Linked DNA regions of Mus musculus: region 2 is linked to region 1. A link is a contact called in public HiChIP or PLAC-seq data. All regions are on one chromosome and are shown on one strand. The core of a region is the stretch at or near the end of the contact, and the rest is flanking DNA. Distances in the headings are between cores, read along the strand shown. Region 1 holds the start of Dot1l (DOT1-like, histone H3 methyltransferase (S. cerevisiae)). Region 2 overlaps Gng7 (guanine nucleotide binding protein (G protein), gamma 7).

Evidence for each region. HiChIP or PLAC-seq counts read pairs in DNA pulled down with a chosen protein or histone mark.
Region 2: an H3K4me3 HiChIP or PLAC-seq map of bone marrow-derived macrophages shows a contact between it and region 1, with 4 times the contacts expected there. The contact joins the enhancer-like site here to the promoter of Dot1l in region 1. A contact is called at or near these places in 1 of 39 promoter capture datasets (the C10 cell line), 3 of 484 Hi-C or Micro-C datasets (the Ba/F3 cell line, Sertoli cells and liver) and 8 of 115 datasets of contacts at active chromatin or transcription factors (the NIH/3T3 cell line, bone marrow-derived macrophages, double positive thymocytes and 4 more).

Annotation. Positions count from the first base shown.
Region 1 is chr10:80,753,679-80,756,745 of GRCm38.p6, forward strand. Dot1l (DOT1-like, histone H3 methyltransferase (S. cerevisiae)) reads left to right here and starts at 1,525. Exons shown (of 28, transcript NM_199322.2): 1 at 1,525-1,846. The coding sequence starts at 1,766.
Region 2 is chr10:80,962,235-80,965,301 of GRCm38.p6, forward strand. All of the region lies in intron 2 of Gng7 (guanine nucleotide binding protein (G protein), gamma 7), which reads right to left. Among named protein-coding and RNA genes, the nearest start is that of Gadd45b, 34 kb to the left of the region's middle. Within about 2 kb of position 1,482, at least 67 of the 459 cell types and tissues checked have an H3K27ac peak or open chromatin away from gene starts, as enhancers often do. A contact at or near this core is called in bone marrow-derived macrophages and liver, where this site is marked.

The sequences.
Region 1 (3,067 bases), core at 275-2,774:
AAGGTGCTCTTACCCACTGAGCCATCTCACCAGCCCATGTAAGGCATTTTCTTAATTAGTGATCAAGGGGGGAGGTCCCCTTGTGAGTGGTGCCATCCCTGGGCTGGTAGTCTTGGGTTCTATAAGAGAGCAAGCTGCAGCCAGGGCTACACAGAGAAACCCTGTCTTGGGAAAAAAATGTATTTAAGAGAGAGAGAGAGAGAGAGAGAGAGAGAGCGCAAGCTGAGCAAGCCAGGGGAAGCAAGCCAGTAAAGAACATCCCTCCATGGCCTCTGCATCAGCTCCTGCTTCCTGACCTGCCTGAGTTCCAGTCCTGACATCCTTTGGTGATTAACAGCAATGTGGAAGTGTAAGGTGAATAAACCCTTTCCTCCCCAACTTGCTTCTTGGTCCTGATGTTTGTGCAGGAATAGAAGCCCTGACTGAGACACCAAGCTACAGAGTCTTTTACCACGTCATTTAGTTTTGGAACGAGGGCTCACTGAGTTGCCCAGGCTGGCCCGGAATTTACTTGGTAGCTCAGCATGGCTTCTAGCTCCGGATCCTTCTTTTGGGGGCTGGCAAGCGCTAGGATGAGGGGTGGGAGCCATCTCCCCTAGATTACATTCACTCCCATGTAGTCAGGAAGAAGAAGCAGCTATCCAGAAGCGGCTGGTGAGCTGGTGACAGCTCACCTCAAGGTAACTTATTCTCAGAAGGTTTTGGGGGGAGGGAACTTAAGTATTAGAAGGATTGGAATGGCCTAAGAAGGAAATAAGTTTGGCTCCTGACTCTGTAAAGTTCTGGGCAGGTCAGAGAATAACATTGCTTTGAACTCTTAATTGAGAGCCTCCGACCTATAGGGTCCAATTTGACTGATGATTTATTAATTAACTTATTGCTCACATCTTTAATCCCAGCTCTCAGGAGGCAGAGGCAGGTGGATTTTGGTAAATTCGAGGTCAGACTGGTCAACAGAATGAGTTCCTGGACAGCCAGGGACACCCTGTCTCAAAAAAAAAAAAAAAAAAAAAAGCATGTAAATAAACAATAAGCAGATAGGCTAGAAAAGTGAAAAAATAGAAAAGCTAAAGAAGGGGAAAAATTGAAAAATGAAAAAAAAAAGAAAGAAAGAAAAAGCCAGAAAAACAGAAAAAGAAAATTGACGGGAAGGGAAGAGAAAGAAAAAGAACAGGAAATGGAAAGAAAAGAAAAAAGCAAAGCAAAGCGAAGGGACGCGAAGCAAGCCTGTGCAACTGGGATTTGAACTTGACCCCGCCTGGTCTCTCTCGCTTTCCTCCGCAGGGTTTCCCCGGGTCCCCGCTTCCGGCTGGCGGCGACGTCGGAGGGCAACCGAGGACGTGCGTGCGCCGCTGCGTGCGTAAGTGCGTGCGTCGGTCGGAGGAGGGCGAGTCCAAGGGGGCGTGGCGTGCGAGGGGTGGCGCGCGCGGCGCGGCGGGCGGAGGCTCTGGGCGCGCACCGCCTCTTGGCTCCCGGCCTCCCCCGCGCGCGCTCGCCGAGTGGTTCCGCCCGACCCCCCGGCTCATTGTGCCTTCTCCTCACGCCGGCCCAAGATGGCGGCGGCTCTAGACGCCCCGGCTCTGTGACTCCTACAAAGAGGGGAGCTGGGGCCACACGGGAGCGGCGGCCGAGGCACAGGCCGGGCCGTCTGTCCTCAGCCGTCCGCCCCGCGTCCGCCCGTGTCCGCCCGCCCGGCTTCCCGCCGGTGGCCCCGCCCCTCCCCCAACCGCCCGCCTAGCATGGTGCGGCGGCCGCGCGCGCCGACATGGGCGAGAAGCTGGAGCTGAGGCTCAAGTCGCCTGTGGGCGCCGAGCCCGCCGTCTACCCGTGGCCGCTGCCGGTCTACGTGAGTGTACTTGCGGAGAACGCGGGGGTAGGAGTCGTGGGGCTCCGCGGCGGCAGCGGCGGCGGCGGCGGGTCCTTGGCCGTTCTCGGCCCGCGCCTGCCGTTGCCCTGACGCGGCCGGTCGCGTTGTCGCCGCCGCCGGCCCGGAGCCCCGCGTCTCCAGCCTTTGAGGACCTGAGTCTGGACCGACCTTGTGGGCAGGGGTGTAGAGACTGAGAAGTCGGGGATTCCTTGCCTTTCGTGGCGACCCCTCATGTTGTCACCTCAAATTGTCACCTCACGTGCCCTCTTCCAGTCATCTGTTTCTTATCCTGATGCCTTCTCCTATTGTCCTCTATGCCCTTTCTCGTTGTCACCTTTTGATGTTCATGGGCAGGTGCTAAAAAGAACCCTAGGAAGTCAGGGGGAGGTTGGCCCTTGGGTTTGGGTTGTCCCCCCACGTTCGTGGAGTGGTAGGAGGGCTCCGAATAGTTGTTTCTTCATGTCAGGGTGCCCGGCTGAAAGAACCTGAGAAGTTAGAGAGGTTGTCATCTCAATTTGTACCTCATGTGTCGTTTGACGTTGGTGGATTGGCCTGGAGGTACATTGGAATGCTGGAGCAGTTGTTTCTTAATGTTGGTGGCATGGCTAGAGGGGACTTAGGGAGTCTGGAGGTTGTCCTCTCATGCTGGTGGGTAGAGCTGGTGCGACTCTGCAAAGCTGGAGGTGTTATCCCTTAAAGTGGAAGTGCCAGAGGCAAGTGGGTTCTGAAGTCCAGGAGGGCCTGCGGAGGTCAGTGTACTGTCCCCTTGTGGCCCTTTGTATGCTTTGAGTAGAAGATACAGCAGTGGGGTTCCCTGGTGCTGCTGAGTTCACATCCTCACTGGGGTCCCAGGGAACATGTGTGTCCTGGGATGCCCTTGCACCTGTCCTCTGCCTCTTCGAATTAGGCAGCCCTGTGTGTCCTTGAACATTCCCACAAGTGTCCACTCAACTCTCCTGAGGTCAGCAAGATGGCTCAGCAACAGTCTTATAATCTGAGTTCCATGTTTGGGACATGGGCAGAAGGGAGAGTACCAACTTCCACAAGTTCTCTGACCTCACTGTGTGCACAGACACAGCCACTCACAAATGTAATAGGAATTTTGAAATATCTGTTTGTGTGTATGCTGGTCATGGTGGCACACACTTTTAATCCTGGCACTTGGCAGAGGCAGGAGGAGTCCTGACCAACCTGGTCTAT
Region 2 (3,067 bases), core at 232-2,731, 210 kb after region 1:
CACTTTTTCCCTCCCTGGTTTCTCCTCCTGCCTGCCAAAAAATAAGTTAAGAAATAAGTGGAAAACAAACACAAAACACAACCAAACCGCGAGGCCGGATGGGCAGGAGGCAGACGCAGGACGCCTGCTCGCTCCCAGCACATGGTGTTCAGAAAGGAGCTGTGTTTACAGAGCCCAGATCAGAAGCCAAACAAACCAGGCTGAAGTGCTACTCATAGAGCCTGGCTGTAGCCCCCCTGCACCTGTGCAGCCTAACACACACCACTGTATACAAAAATCGTTTCAGCCATGATTGCACACCACTGTATACACAGGGGTGGGTCCCAGTGATGACTGCACACCAATTCTGAAAACAAGGTCTCTGCAACGATGTCACACCACTATATATACAAGGGTCTTGAACACAATTGCATGCCAGCTGTATACACCAGGACCTTGGTGATGAATGCATGTCCATGGGGCATGTACACAGGAAGGAGCCCAGGATGGGGGAGGTGGGTGTGTGAATTTCAAGTTGCTGGGTCACGTGATTGATTATGCTTGGTTTGGCTTTTTTTTTTTTTTTTAATTTTTTTCAGAGATTGCCAAACTGCTTTCTATGGCAGCTGTGCCGTCTCCTCTCCCCACCCGTGCAACCCTAGTTGATTTTTCCAATTTAGTTGTGCAACTGTTTGCACTGTTCTTTTGGCTTCGCCTGGTCTGTGTTTATTCAGTGAGTCTTGGCCTAGGGGCTCCCATATGGAGGTGACTGTGACATTTGGGGAGCTCCTGGTATGGAATGGGTGCAGCCCCCACCCCCGTAGAGAATGCTATAGCATAATGTCCCTAGCACCCAGGGGATCTCAGCTTGGCTTTGTCTCCACAGAGAAGGTGATGGTCACAGCAGGTGCTGCCCTTGGCCTTGAGCAAGCCTCTGAAGGACTGCTCCTCTGTGCTTCTCCTGGCAGCTGTGATGGGGACCCTCATTGTGTCCCCTGACCCCCAGCAGGCTCTCCTGTCATAGTGGACACTAGAGAGAGCTAAGAGCCATGGACAGAGGTTGACACCCTCTGTCCAACCATAGGAATGCATGCATGTTGGGATTCCCTGGTGAGCCCTCCCTAAGATGGATGGGTCAAGCTTGTAGCTTCTCAGGGTCATGGCGTGGGGCTGGCCACGTGAGGACAGTGTGTGACCTCACAACAGGACTTGGGGGTGTATTTCCGAGGGAAACCAGTGACCCAGATGAAAAACAGCATCTTGTGACTCTCTGTCAGCCGTGGCCCCTTTGTTCACAGGGTAAATGGGTCCCTGTGTGGCTATATTTAGAAAAGGGCCAAAGAATAGCTATGAGTAAAATGTCCACGAGAGGCAAAAACAGATAGTTCAGGCGGGCCCTGCTCCCAGTGCAGAGCCCCAAAATGAGCTGACTTGTGCTGACAGAGACGGGGCTGTCACCTTAGTGACAGGAACTGGAGAGAAAGGAGCACTGTTTACCCATCTGGCACTCTGGGGGCAGTGGGTGGTGGCCTTTGGTCCTCTCTGGCTGTGTGTGTGTGTGGAGGGTAGCCATGATCATGTGAGAGTTTGTAACCTTGGGTATGGGGGCTGGGCCAGAACACGCAGCCCCGTGGCTCCTGTCACCCACTCTCAGCTTCCCGGTCCTGAGGAAATGCTGTCACCCTGGATCCATGCCAGGGCACAGGGCAGCCTGGGTCTCGTGAGCCTGTAGCTCCTGGGCTGAAGGAAGGGAGGGTTGGTTGGAGAGAGGAGAGGGCTGTGTGGGGACTCAATGAACTTCTATAAGTGACACTGAAACCTTTCCGTCTCTCTGCAGCCTCTGGGATATTACTTTTCCACAATCAGAAGAAATCCCTCCAAGAAATTCTGACAAAGTACTTGACTCAGTATTGCTGGGCATCAGAGCATGGCCCAGCTTCCCTGGGTACCAGCCCCAGGTGGGAAAGATCAGGCAGACTCCACAGGGGCTCCCGCCTATCTCAGTATTCACAGGTCTCACATCCCTTGGCCTGTGGCCCCTTCCTGTCTTGTCAGAGCCATGAGCCTGAAACTTCCTGGTCTCTCTGCCTCCACCCCTTGTCTCGCTCTGCAGAGAACCACGTGGAGACATTATGCCGTGGATGGTGTGATGGCCCCAGCTCAGTTTGAATCTACCTGTTATGGGAAGGGGCATGCCATCCCAAGCCTCAGATTTCACATGTAGATGTTTACAGAGCTCCCCCTCCAACACATTCTAAAAGCTGATATTCAGAGCTGGCACCGGAAAATGGCAGGGACAAACACCCCCCCAACTCCAGAGAGTTCATTGATAATTCTGCTTCACTGAGCTGATTCTGTCCCCAGATCCATTGTCTATCCCAGGACGGGGGCTCTCACGGCCAGGTGCCTGGGATGGAGCTCAGCTGGTGCCACTCAGGGCACACAAATGGCCTTGATTTGTCTGTGTGGGAGGTGACAGCCCAACCAGAGAATGGAACACCTTGCCGAAGTACTGGCCTCTGGTGGCTGCTCCTATTCTGTGGGAACATGAAAGTCCCCACAGTGCCCTCCAGGGCTGGGATCTGTTCCTTCGGGGGAGGAACTGTAAGAGTCTCATGAACACCCTGGGCTGTGTGGCTCAGTGAGGCTTGCCTAGCATGAGTGAGGCCATAGGTTCTCTCTCTAATAATAAACACAAAACAAGTAAAGGACTGGAGAAATGCTAGGGGGTAAAATGCTTGCTGTGTGACCAGGCAGTCACAGGTTCAAACCCACATAAACATCTGGGTTGTGCAGTGCAGACCTGGGATCTGTGCTCAGGGATTGAGACAGGAGGATGCCTAGAGTAGTCTCCTGAGTCACCTCCCTCAAAACATGGGTCTCCAGTTTGTGAGCCCACCCATCCATGCATGCACATAGAGACAGCCCTGCGTCTGTGACCACTCTGATCTCACACAGGACCTGACCTCAGTTCTCACATCCACATGGAGTTCACAGCCCTCTGTGACTCCAGCTTTGGAGAACCCGATGCCCTCTTTCTGGCCTTTGCCACTCAGGAACTGCACTTAGGTTTACAGAATAACATGAA